Regions from separate parts of the Acanthopagrus latus genome. Here region 1 is linked to region 2. A link is a contact called in public Hi-C data. All regions are on one chromosome and are shown on one strand. Each heading gives the region's core, a stretch centred on a gene start, on an enhancer-like site or on the middle of the called end of the contact. The rest is flanking DNA. Distances are from core to core; before and after follow the strand shown. Region 1 holds the start of brms1lb (breast cancer metastasis-suppressor 1-like protein-A). Region 2 holds the start of gtf2a1 (transcription initiation factor IIA subunit 1).

Region 1 (5,930 bases), core at 3,216-5,715, 210 kb before region 2:
TGCCTCCACAGCCATCTGATTTGATGCCCTTATTTTGCTTTTTGCGTACAAATTTAACAGGTAGCCATTTTCTGACATGTCGCGCCAGGATCTCCGTGTCCGTGCACACGTAGAACCAACAGCTCTGTAACGCAACAACAGAGTTAAATGGGTTTTTAACAAGACGGTTGAAATATTTAATATGGTTTTAACAGTGGTTTCGCGGAGGAGGAATGCTAATGTTGGGGATTTACAAACCCTTTTTTCTTGGCCTCAATCCGCAATACTTGCTGCTGCATATTGAACAAGCCGGCAATGTGAGAGTGAGTCTTTTTTTGGGGCATGAAAAGCTGCAGCGGTTCAAAGAGATGAGATAAAAGCATCAGAGACCTACTTTAACTTGTTTTTTGATTCATTCTTTTAATGGTAGGAAGCAAGTCCTCGCTCGCATCTCTACCTGCTCCTCACAGGCTGAGTCAATAATCAGATCGGCCGCGCTTGTTGTGAAAGATTGATCACCGAGATTCTTAGAATAGAAGCTTATTTTCAAAGTCACAACAACACCTTTTTTGAAAGGTTAAAGTGCGTGTGAAACCAGCGGGTCTGAAATTGCCTAAGACGATACAAGGAAAAAAACGTAAGACTGTGTGGTTTGAGGAGATGGATTGAAGTGATTGCACGCTTGTTATCACAACACCGGCCGTCCTGTGAGTGCACATGCAAAGCAGCTCAAACAATGCAAATCCGTCTTCCAGGGTGCAGTTTGTGAGTAGGAGGAGACTTGAATAACATGCAAATTGACCATAAACTGTGTGCTGCACTGTTTTGGTTTTACTCCCATTCTTGAGTTCCTTCCTACATTCCTTTGTGAGCAACTTTATTAATAGTCCATTGTGCTAGTAGTCCCACTCTGGATTTGTATGAGACTGTGAGAAAAAGAAAGAAGAAGAAGAAAAAAGAAAGCTCACTATTATGAAATAAACCGCAAAGACAACTCAGACTTTCTGCGAGTGTGCTGTACTGCCCTAAATACAAATTAGAGCAGCGAAGTTTCCTGACACACTTTACATAATGTGTGAAAATGGATCTGACTGGCAGCAAGCCACGGAAATAGTGAGGCTACAAGACAAAAACCGCAAACTGACTGAGCAGCACAATCTTTTTTTTTTTTGTCTGTGTGTAATATTCTCTCATGTCATTTCTGCATTTTAGTGAAGGCCCGCTGTGTCGCAAGAGAAAACTCCAGCTTCTTGTTTGTGTGTTGATGATGACACACACCGGTTTGAGTTTTTGTTTAATGATCATTTTCATAAGCTTAAAACTCAAATAAAGCCCCAAATGACTAAATCATTCATATAGAAAGCATTTATGTTCATTATTTAATCATATTTAAAGTCTTTTCAGTCATGTTTTTATTCCTAAATCCAGTAATCCAGTTTTAAACCACGCTCCTTTGATGATGGTTATATTCTTGTCTCTCTCATGAGTTCTGTCTGTTTCCACACTAGAATAAATTAAACTCTTCAGGAATGGATTTACAGTCAAAGAACTGCAGTTCAGCACAGGTCTTCATCGCCCTCCTGTGCTAGAAATATGAATTGCGGACGCTGCAATCATGTTTACTATGTCAGCTGGAAAGAAACCCTCTAAAAGTTTTAAAAATACACACAAATAGGAACGGCAGTGTGAGTAAAAACCTCTGTTAAGGCATATATAATATAACACAGTACATTTCCTAGAGGATAATATATGTTAAGGATAACCAGACAGATATCAAACCAAATTCCATCTTTGTAATGTGACAATATTTCCATATATATTCACAAGAATGTCATAAAACATCCAGTCGGCCTGCATGATTAATCAAAATAATACCAGAATCACAAAATGACCAAGTGCAATATCAAAATCAAACATACATTGTGTGCAAACAAAGCTTTCTAATGAGGTGCTGTAGTGCTGAGGAGGTGATCTGACCAACAAATCTTCTTTTCCAGATTTGTTGGGTACAGACCTCAAAAAATGTCATATAATCAGGATATAGACAGTTTTTTCACCGAAAAATTAAACTTGTTATGCAAAAATGACCATTCCCACAAATGAAATATGAAATGCAATATTTGTCAAAATAATTGCAATATAATGTGTTTTACCACATCGATCAGCCCTCATACCCAGTCATCTACAGGTGTAGTTTAAATGGTATGATGGTATAAAAGTGTACATATGGTTATGTTCCATAGCCCTGCTGAAAGTTTACATTGGCTGCTTTTGCTTGACTGCAAGTCTACAATAACCTGTAAGGAAATATATGTCATTACTAACAGTGTGTGACAGTGTGTGTGTGTGTGTGTGTGTTTACCATTTACAGAACAGACAAACATGCAACACACATCCTCACATAATCCCACAAGATCATATCTGATGCAGACGAGTCCTCATACAGCCCTTGTGGTCTGATCTAACAATAGTTTGGCAGGACTCACTGTGATGCGTTCACAGTATATAATACAGCTTTAGATAATCCCAAAAAGTAGGTTAAATATATACAGGGAGAGGTTTAGAAAATTCAAACTAGGCCTACGGAAGTGAAATGAGCCATCTAAAGGATTTCATCCAGCAAACAAGATGAATGTTTCCTTGATGGCATATAAAAGTCATTTCTCTTACACCTGACCTTAGATTAATCACATCATTAACACCAGCAATAGAAGCAAGTCTCTTCTTTTCCAACTGTCAGTGATCACGCACTGTCAGACAACACCACGGCTCCAGCCTCCACCCACTCCTCCATCTCCCCGTCTGTCCATCAATCCCACCCAGGTGACTGAGAAGAGAGTCGAGCAGCGATCCGTGACAGCTTTCGCCCCGGGGTGCTTGAATCATCTGCCAGTCAGACAGCAAAAGGCTCTCTGGCACCTCTTCAGCATTACCCCTGCAGCTGAACAGGGTGCCTTCACCGTCAGACACCTCCTGTCTGCTCCCAGCACTAAAAAAAAAAAAGGTATTGAAGCTCCCTGACAGACAGACTGTGATGATGGCGCTGACAACATGTATCAAACATCTTTGAGTTTCGACCTGCAGGTCTCAGTCATGAGTCAGCAGTCAGCACATATGATACTTCCTCTGTGGTGTGTTACCCACCCACCTCAGCTTCCTCAGCAGTGCTCGCTCCCTGCTGTAGATTTAGTCGAGATTTTTCCAGGTAAAAAGACAAGAACTCATAGAAAGCAGGATTTATAAGCTTTTAGATCTTAAAGGCCTTTCACTAATATTTTACTGGGGTGCTAATTATTAACCAAGGATAATAAACCTTATAAATGTAATAAATCATAATGAAGCATAAAGACTTTGTCACATTCTGTCATGTTATCAGCAAAAGTTATGGAGTCACCTGCGGTTATAAACTCTTATGCAGTATGCAGTTTTATTCCATGCATTAAGTTGTGAATTAATGATGCTCTACAGTCCTGTTCCAGACAGTCAAAGGTCAAACTGTCCATTGAGACGTCTTCAGGGAGCTAAAAAAAACATAATAATGATAATTTATTTAAATATACTTGAGCATCAAAAGTAAATTTCAGGCAAAAAATGTACTGCAAAATGCAAATAAAAGTAACTCTTCCACAAATTTACATGTATGAATGGTGTAAAGGCTCCGATATTGGGCTCTAACGTAGAGTAAATGTGTGACAGACAATCCAAACTGTCTAAGGTCGCGTGTGAGGGAGGCAAATGTACAATTCCAGAGTGTACTGAGTATTTTGAAGGTGTGTGAAGAGTGAGTGGAGGGCAGTGGATATGGCATCTTCTGCGTACGAGACAATGTACATAAGTAGTCCTGCTCCAGTACTCACTTGGTTATATCCATCATTGTTTTATAAATCTCCAAAGCATGAGTAAATTATTTAATACCCATTGTTAAATCTATTTGTTGCAATGACTTTACAACGGGTGAGTTTAAAAGCGACACATGACTGGAATTGAAAGAAGAATTGTGCTGGTAAGATCAAAACAGACAACAAAACAAAAACAAACAAACAAAACCATAAAAAGAAATGGTCATATGAAGAAATCTCACTATTAAATAAATAATTAGAAAAATTAGATTTGAAGAAACAAACTGAAATCCTAAAAAAAAAAGAATTATAAACAATTATGAAATCATTTGCTGGTCTGCACTACCTCATATGTGGAAAATTAATCGTTTATATTATGTTTAATCTTTTAAAAAGTAAAATCAGCATTTGTTTTTATAATACTTTCACTGATAAAAGGGTCTAACAGAACCTTTACTCTTTAAATCTTGAGTCAGAAATACATATGTAAGTGTAAAAGTCAAATATAACAAACCATCGCAGACACATTAACATACCTGCAGATTCAGTATGTACGAGGTATTGCGAAAAAGTTAAATGAACTACAAGTCCCGAGAGCCTTAGCGCGGCTGGTTACCCATACTAACATCTGATTGGACGGGCTCAGTAAAGCTCTGCGTGATTGGCTGACGGTGGCCATGTTTGCGTTACCAGCTGTCTAGATGCGAGCTAGCTAACCGGTTAGCCGTCTGAGGTGTATTTGCCTCATTTTTCGGGCTGAAATCAACGAACAGCCCGTCCAGCCCGTCAGCACCGGCCCATCCGGACCTCACGATGCCGGTCCACTCCCGGGAGAAGAAAGAAAACAACCACGAAGACATGGAGGTGGATTTTCCCGAGCAAGACGGCAGCAGCACGGACGAGGAGGACACCGTTAGCTCGTCCGTGTCTGAAGATGGAGACAGCTCGGGTAGGAAAAAAAAAAACAGGCCTTAAACATCAACACACAGCTAAAATATTAAAATACACTTCTCTGTCGGACGTGGCTCCGATACAATATGTGGCTGTTAATGAAAATGAGCTCACGTCCCGACCCAGCTGGGTGGGTACAGGCTGAGGTGGAGATGCTATGATGGTGATGGCTGTGGGTGAGAGTAAAGAGCTGATGTCAAACCTGTGGTTGTTTACATGAGCAGAGATGGACGATGAGGACTGTGAGAGGAGGAGGATGGAGTGTCTGGATGAGATGACCACCCTGGAGAAACAGTTCACTGACCTGAAGGAGCAGTAAGTCACACACCTACACCTGTCTATCCTGAATGGACACTTCATGTTGAGGGTGGATTTCTACCTGGAGATGCACCTGGAGTCTTGGTATACTCTCTCCAAAACACCACACATGTCTGTCATTAATCACCGTAGTATTTAAAATGATGGACCGTGCACTGAAGACTCACCTGGGTCACCTGGCTGTCTTGTAAAGGGTCTTTTTGCAGGGACCGTTCTCTGTGGTGCTGTTTATAAAGTCACCAGCAAATCACTTGTAACATCTTGGATTGTGCTCCTCAGATGTGATCTTCCCTGTCAGCCATGTTGACATCAAGCCGACCGTCATTTAAACTGGTCAACGGTTAAAAAGTGTCCGTAAAATTATTGACTATATTATAAAAGCCATTTGAAATCATTATTCTGGACATCAACAACATTTACATTTAGGGCATTTAGCAGACGCTTTTGTCCAAAGCAGTTTGGGGTTCAGTATCTTGCCCAAGGACACTTTGACATGCAGACCAGGAGAATCGAACCAGCAGCCCTCCGATAACAGGACGCAGGCTCTAACCCTGAGCCACAGCCACCCAACAACTCACAAAAAAAGTAAACAGATAACTTATTGATAACATTATTCTCTTCAAATCTTCACGCGACATTTGAATAGCAAACCATGACATTCCGGTGTGAGATCTGTCAGTGTGTTATTTAAATGTGCACACAAATAAATTGATAATAACGAGTATAACTGACTAGTTTATCTAGTGCTGACTGGCAGGGACACCTCCCTAACACTGAGGTTTTGAAAATGCTAATAATGTTTTCAACTCGGCTGCTGCATTCAATAAAAACTCTCCTGTTGCA
Region 2 (6,783 bases), core at 4,034-6,533:
CTGCCATTACTCGGCATGCTTTTGCCTCAAACAGGAATGCATTAAAGTATTAATTTTGCCCCCCACCACACACACAACATGCATAAGAGCTTTGTAGGAGAAAAAAAACATTGGCTGGTTGTAGCAGCGCAGTCACGCAAGGTTTTGTTAAGCTGTTGAGTGACTGTCAGCGAGCCGAGCAGGCAAACAAATGCATGTCCCATCCTCTGGTACAGTCTTTGGCCACCTGTAGCATGCATCACTGGCTTTGCATTTTGTATGGTATCCATGCCGACGTATTCAAAAAAAAAAAAAAAAAAAAAAAAAAGGCTAAAAGGAGACACTGTCAGTGTTCTTGTTGTGTGCCATCCGTCTCTCGTCTGATATTTGTCTGAGTGCTCGCGCCGCCCGGGTCAAGCACTCTGCTGTATTTCGCAGTAACAATCCACTGTTGTGGTGACTAATAACGTGTTCAGCTGGCAAGAGGCATGTCGAGGGGAGGATGCGTTGCTTCTAGCAACCACCTTTTTTCCTCTGACTCACTCAGTGACACGCAGGGAAGATGAACTCCTGACCTACGAGTCCTGGAAAAACAGAGCAACACATAAAATGGGACGTTACAAAAGCAAAGGAAATATACTTCACTGCCTGAGAATCCCCCCTTAAACAAGTGTTTCTTTCAAAACCTGCCAATCATCCGGTGAAATGCTCTAAACAACAAAAAAAGAGTTGCCATTCTTTTATTATTATTATTTGTAGATGTTTTTATTATGCACATTTTTCATTTTCTGTTTTGTTTTCTCTCTGACAAAAGTTATCTACAATACTGCCATTTTTTTTTTCCGGTGACTGTCTGAGCTGAATATTGGAAAGCCATAGGTTAGAGATGTCAAAATGCAAAACTGTTATTGATCTGTGAGATGTGATGCGGATACACCCAGGTGTTGGTTTTGTTTTTTTTTTTTCATTTTCTTTTTCAGTAAATGTTCAATTCTCTCCTTATTGTGCAATCATATTGCCAAAGAATGATTTCAAGACCTATTTCATCACTACATGTAAATATCAACGTTGTCCAATACCGTGGCAAAAAATATATAAATGTTGTTTTATTTTGTTTTCCATTTTCTGAAAAACTGCAATGATGTTTATGTGATGTATTGTCTTCCAGTTGGTTGCAATAATAAAAAATACAAGTTGCAGAAGATTGCTTTGGCTCTTGCTTTTGACGGACTTGGATCAGACATGACAACCATAATCAAAAAGAGAAAGACGACACCGGCGTCGGCTGCTGTGACACATTTAATAATGGCATCACTTGGTAGGCAGTTCATGCGGGCTACAATTCGGCAATCTAACAATTTTTTCCTCCTCGAAAATTCACAGTTAAATATAGTAAAGGCTTAGAAGAAATTATATCACCCTCTCTATCCCCCCTCCTACTTTACAACACTTCAACATGCAGCCCCCATTTACTGCTAAAGTGTGAGCTTTGTGAGACTGGAGACTCTTTAATTTGCTCTCAGGACTGACCCCAATCATTAACCTCACATATTCCCATCAACAAGGGGTCTTATCATAACCAGGCCTCTTCTGCCAGTTAATTATTCATTTACGTGTTCTAATCATTTAAGCTCAATACTTGTGATTAGAGTCAAACTCCGCTCCCCCCCTCAGGGAGAGAAGTAAAAAGAGTTAAGTGTACCAAAGAGTTCCTCAATGCCTTATCAATCCGAGTGGTGCCATTTTGGAGACGTGTGGCAGTGGAAGCCCATTCATAATTGAAGCCGAGACAGGCTTAATCTCGAGCCAGTGCCTCCCTGTGCAGCGCTGCTCCCACCATCAACACAACTGGAGCTAGCAGCTCCTCTGTTGCTATGCAACTACAGCAAAGAAGGAGGTGAGGAGGGGGGGAGAAAAAGTGTGCATTCTCCAGATCTTTAGAGGGCATCATACTACTCAGTTACTGAGAGTCAGACTCAAACGTAGCGACGACATGACTGGTGTCTGATCACATCTCACAGTCTGAGAGACGTCTGCCAGACAGACACGAGTCTCCGATCATCTCGCTCACATCACTTCTTTTCTTTCAAAGAAGGGGAAAAAAAGGTTACAAGTGAATTTAAAAGCATGTTCTCATCAGTGTCAGGCAGGCCTTTAATCCTCCCCCCAACACCCCCCTCAGTGAAGTAAATGAAATGAAGTCAGTTGTTGTCTTAGAGCAAGACACACACACACACACACACACGCACACTGAAGTGCTAAGTGGATTGATGCACACAGAGCTGTGTGTTTCCCCCGCTCTATATCATCCATATCCACACAATGACCAGCGAGGCAAGTTTCCATGGAGACAGAAGTGGAGGTAACGTGTTTCTCTCGTCAGCTCTCGTTTACTGCAAAGCTTTATTGTTTTTTGGAAATGTTCCCCTGCTAGTCGGGACAGGTGTACCGTGGATTAAAGACAGATCCCAGAACTGTGGCTCATCCACAAATTCACTTACAACCCCCCGCCCCTTTATTGAATTACATGTAAAATAGTTGACTGCTATGTTAAGTATTGTGTGTGTGTGAGTGTTTGTGTGTGTCATTGAAAATTCAGACAAACGTCTTCTAGTTCAAACACGTGGTGTGATCACACTCTTGTGGCGCAAAGAAGTTACTACATGGAGAGAGCTTGTGACTCACAAACATTCCCACACAGGAGCACCGTTACATTACAGCCTTTTAATTTGAATTGTGGTAAACTTAATGCCAAAACAAATAAAAAATCAGGAAACTCCTTCATGAGTCAGACATGAGGTAGTGTTGGTCTAAAGATGTCACATCCCTCCAAGTTTAAAGCAGCTAACACAGCAGACAAGTTACTCCAAGTTACATCCTTGTTGTTTTAAAGTCAGCGTCAGTCGTATGAGAAATATTCAGATTATTTCCTTCAGTAAAAGCAGTTAAACACTAAACCAAATAACGTTTAAAAGACGTGCAATCGAAATCTCTCTTGAGTAAAAGAGTAATATGATCAGCTAAATGTAAATACCTATTTCCATCAATAATAATCTATAAAACATGAATTACTGCTGTCGCTACCATAGATTATATTAGTACATGATCATTACTGATATACGGTGGCCCTGAGGGTCAAAATGACATTTCAGAAAACACAGTGACCTTCAACATAACAGAAAACACAATGACATTTCAAAAATTGTTATGACTTTGCTTCTGTCCGAACACAGAGGAGATGTGTTGTCCTATTGTGTTTTTCGACTGTTGTTTTATTTTGACCCTCGAGGCCACCATCCCAGGACGGTCACAAGCAGTGTTCTTCTTTATATAAATCATAAAATAAAGTGAGCATTTATTGGACAAAAAATGATGATAGGCCCTTGATTACAGGATGACTCATCAAGGTGTTTAATTACTTTGAGGGATGTTACAAACTCTAAAATATCATTAAAAACACAGAATAGAGTAACAATCGCTTTTAAAGTTTTCAAGTTTGACCACTAACATTAAGAACAGGATAAAAAGAAATTTGAAACGCTTGAAGCTCTTTTCCCATATTTCCATATTAACTTTTTTACCAAAGAAATGTTGATTTGAGTATAATAAAAAAAAAATGACCTTTGATGACTTTTTCCTTGAAACAAAACACTGCATAAAGCATTTAGATATCATGGTTTTCATGAGCCTCCAGACTATTCATCTGTTCATTCTGAGCACTTCAAGACAAATCCACAGAAAGTAAACATTTTTGCTTTAATAACATGTCTTCTTTCAGACTAGTGGAAAGATTATGTCCAGAATACACATTTTGATATTTATTTTTTAATCTAAATATCTGCTATGCAAATTTGAGTGAAATTAGTGCGTATTTGATTGTGCCCAATATGCATATGTGAACAGAAATCTCAGTAAACTTACATTATAAATTGGCCAAATATGTGTACACATTAAAGGGATCTGGTTCTACATTGCTCTCAGTGTACTTACACAGAAAACAGACATACAGCTCAGAACAAGGACAACAAGAACAGAACAAATATGTCAGGGGTAAAGACTGGAAAGCAGCACGGTGCAGTGAAGTCTACAGAAGCCTGAGCAAAGAAATAAACAGTATATTAAAAACACCGATGGTCAACAATATAAAAGTACACAACAAAGTGTCCGTATACAAGTCAGCTGTTCTGTGTGTTGTAAACGGTACAGTTATTGCAAAGGCACGATAGACTCAGTGCAAACAAATAAAGAACAGATACTGGACACATTTTCACAGAAGGGTTTGTTCACATATCATCCATAGCCTGGTTTATAGATCATTTTATTTCTTCAGACATGGCAAAAAAAATTTAATTTATCTATAAAGCTGGTGATGATATTTTCTGATTTATGCAGTGTCAAAATGAGATATCCAAGTTATCCTCTGTGAGAAAACAAACGAACAATCTTTTGATGTGTATGTCAACCAAATGAAAGAATCTGGCTTCATCCACTGCTGAATTATTTCTGTAGGCCTTCTGGCAATGTGTGTAAATTAGCTCAATTAAATGATATGCAAGTTGCATATTTACACATAACATTTTTGGAATATTTGCTAAATCAACAATAATAAAAAATATTTCTCCTAATGTTCAACTTGGGAAGTTTCGGGGATAAGTTAAAATTGTATTATTATCATTATTATTATTATTATTAATATTATTAATGTTATTATTATCATTATCATTATCATTATAATTATAATTATAATTATTATTATTATTATTATTATTATTATTATTATTATTATTATTATTATTATTATTATTGTTGTTGTTATTATTAAGGATGAATTTCAGAGTGGTGTCACAGTGCCCCCCTTTATGCTCACTGTCCTCAAATGCTGCAGCAATTTGCCCTATTTTAATCAGTTGGGTTCTATTATCCTACATAATAAAACTAGTTTTCCTTTGAGTTTTATTCACTCAGTTGTCTCTCAGATTCATTATCTGCAGCTCCAGATCAACAGCAGCAGGCCCAGCGCTCCTCTAACGTTTCGGGTCGCCATAGTTACAGTTGGCCTAATTCATTAAACAAGATCAGTCCGCATTATAACGCTGCTGCGATCACAACACGTCAATCTTCCCCCTCTTTCAACTTTAAACTACATTTCCCAGCAGCACGTGCCTTTTTTTGCGTGATCGTCACACTCCGCGCGAAATCTCGCGATACGTGCGGCTTGACCCTGCCCTATGTCTCGCGCACTCGCAGCTCCATCGCTCAGTATATAAAGCAGGACAACGACGGAAGGAGGACGGCTGGGTAGTCGCAGCCCGGGATTGTAAATAAGACCGCTGAAACTGTGTTTTATTTACAAAAGTGATGCCGGCTGTTTTAAAATATCGTTCCCAGTTGTTTTAAGTCGTTTTTCGTAATTTTTGGCTCTGTTTCTCGCCTATTTCCGTGTGGTTTTTACACTACGCGTATAATGGCGAGCTCGGCTAACTCGAACCCAGTGGTAAGGATCAATCTCTAAGGACTGTCAGCGGGGGAAAAATGGGGGTAAAGATAATGGAAAAGCTGTCGACGAGTCGGTTTTATTTTTATCTCAGGAACAATGTGTATGCTTTAACAGACACTTTCACTGCTCTATGAAATAAAATTAAGTTCAGTCTATCGGCCATTTTAATCAGTTTTTCCTTTTTCAAAAACTAGATGGTTCTCCTCAGATTAACTTACACCATCAGCGATGGCTAACGTTAGAGGAGCTGGAGAAATAAGTGAAAATGGTGTGTGATTCAGGGTTATGTTAGTGATGAAAATGCAGTTTTATTTTCTTATGGACTGTTGAAGCTTTAATCAGTTAGTCGGTTAATGGTACAGTCTCAGGCTTCTCTCTTTTTGTGTGGTGAATTAATTTGAGTATTACCGGTGTTTGATGTTTTGGGGGTTTTTTTCTTTTGCTGTTACTGCAGATAACAGGCTGTAATATTAGCTTAACTGCTTTTATTTCCTTACATAATTTTATATATATATATAAAAATGCCGATGTACGCAAAGCACCTTGCCACTATCCACTGCGAATGAATTAAGCTTATTTAAAAATTAAAGTCTTAATTTAGCCGAAAGTCGTCAACGGTCACTCTAACGCCTCATCATTGTCCACCATTCCACGAGCAGAAGGCAGCTAGTCGTCCCCTTCTCAAAAAAAAAGAGAAAAGAACAGCCACCACTTTTACACCATCTCATCACAGTTTTAGTCCTTCTCCCCTCCGACATGGCCATATAACGTTTAATCAAAGCTGAGTACTGATCAGATATTAAACCGAAAATATCCTTCACATTCCGCCACATAGTGTACGGGGCTATTTTTTTTTCTTCTTCTTCTTCTTCTCCAGGCGCGCAGTTTTTTGCCGCTCCGTAAAATGGCTTCCCTCGTCTCCCCTCGCTCCGGTTCTGCCCCTTCCTCCTTTCTGCTGCCTGGTTTTATACAGCCATATTGGCTCTCTAATATAGACTTGCCCGGGATGGGAAGGTGCTTCTCGACGCTACGTCACCGGCTCTACATATAAACACCAGACTGTGCTTTAAATAGTGGAGCAGACAGGCCGAGGGGGAGGGAAGGGAAGGGAGAGACCGAGGTCCGTGCTGCGGACACTCGATTGAGGGGGGGGGGGGACAATGCGGCGCAGGGAGCGCAGTGCGGTGGCCTGCGTGTCTGTCGTTTGCGGGCTTTACGTTGAACCGCGCTGTTCCTCTGCGGCTCACCGCGGGAGTCGTTGTAGACCTTTAACACGGTACACAGTTGTTGTGTTTGGTGGTGGTGAC

Evidence for each region. A called contact is a pair of places that touch in the nucleus more often than the background predicts.
Region 1: a Hi-C map of muscle shows a contact between it and region 2, with 4 times the contacts expected there. The contact joins the promoter of brms1lb here to the promoter of gtf2a1 in region 2. A contact is called at or near these places in 2 of 4 Hi-C or Micro-C datasets (liver and muscle).

What each region holds. Positions count from the first base shown.
Region 1 is chr22:23,469,973-23,475,902 of fAcaLat1.1, reverse strand. It overlaps brms1lb (breast cancer metastasis-suppressor 1-like protein-A), which reads left to right and starts at 4,465. Exons shown (of 11, transcript XR_005072621.1): 1 at 4,465-4,767; 2 at 4,994-5,084.
Region 2 is chr22:23,259,691-23,266,473 of fAcaLat1.1, reverse strand. gtf2a1 (transcription initiation factor IIA subunit 1) reads left to right here and starts at 5,283. Exons shown (of 10, transcript XM_037086646.1): 1 at 5,283-5,473. The coding sequence starts at 5,444. It overlaps ches1 (checkpoint suppressor 1), which reads left to right. Exons shown (of 6, transcript XM_037087366.1): 6 at 1-1,172.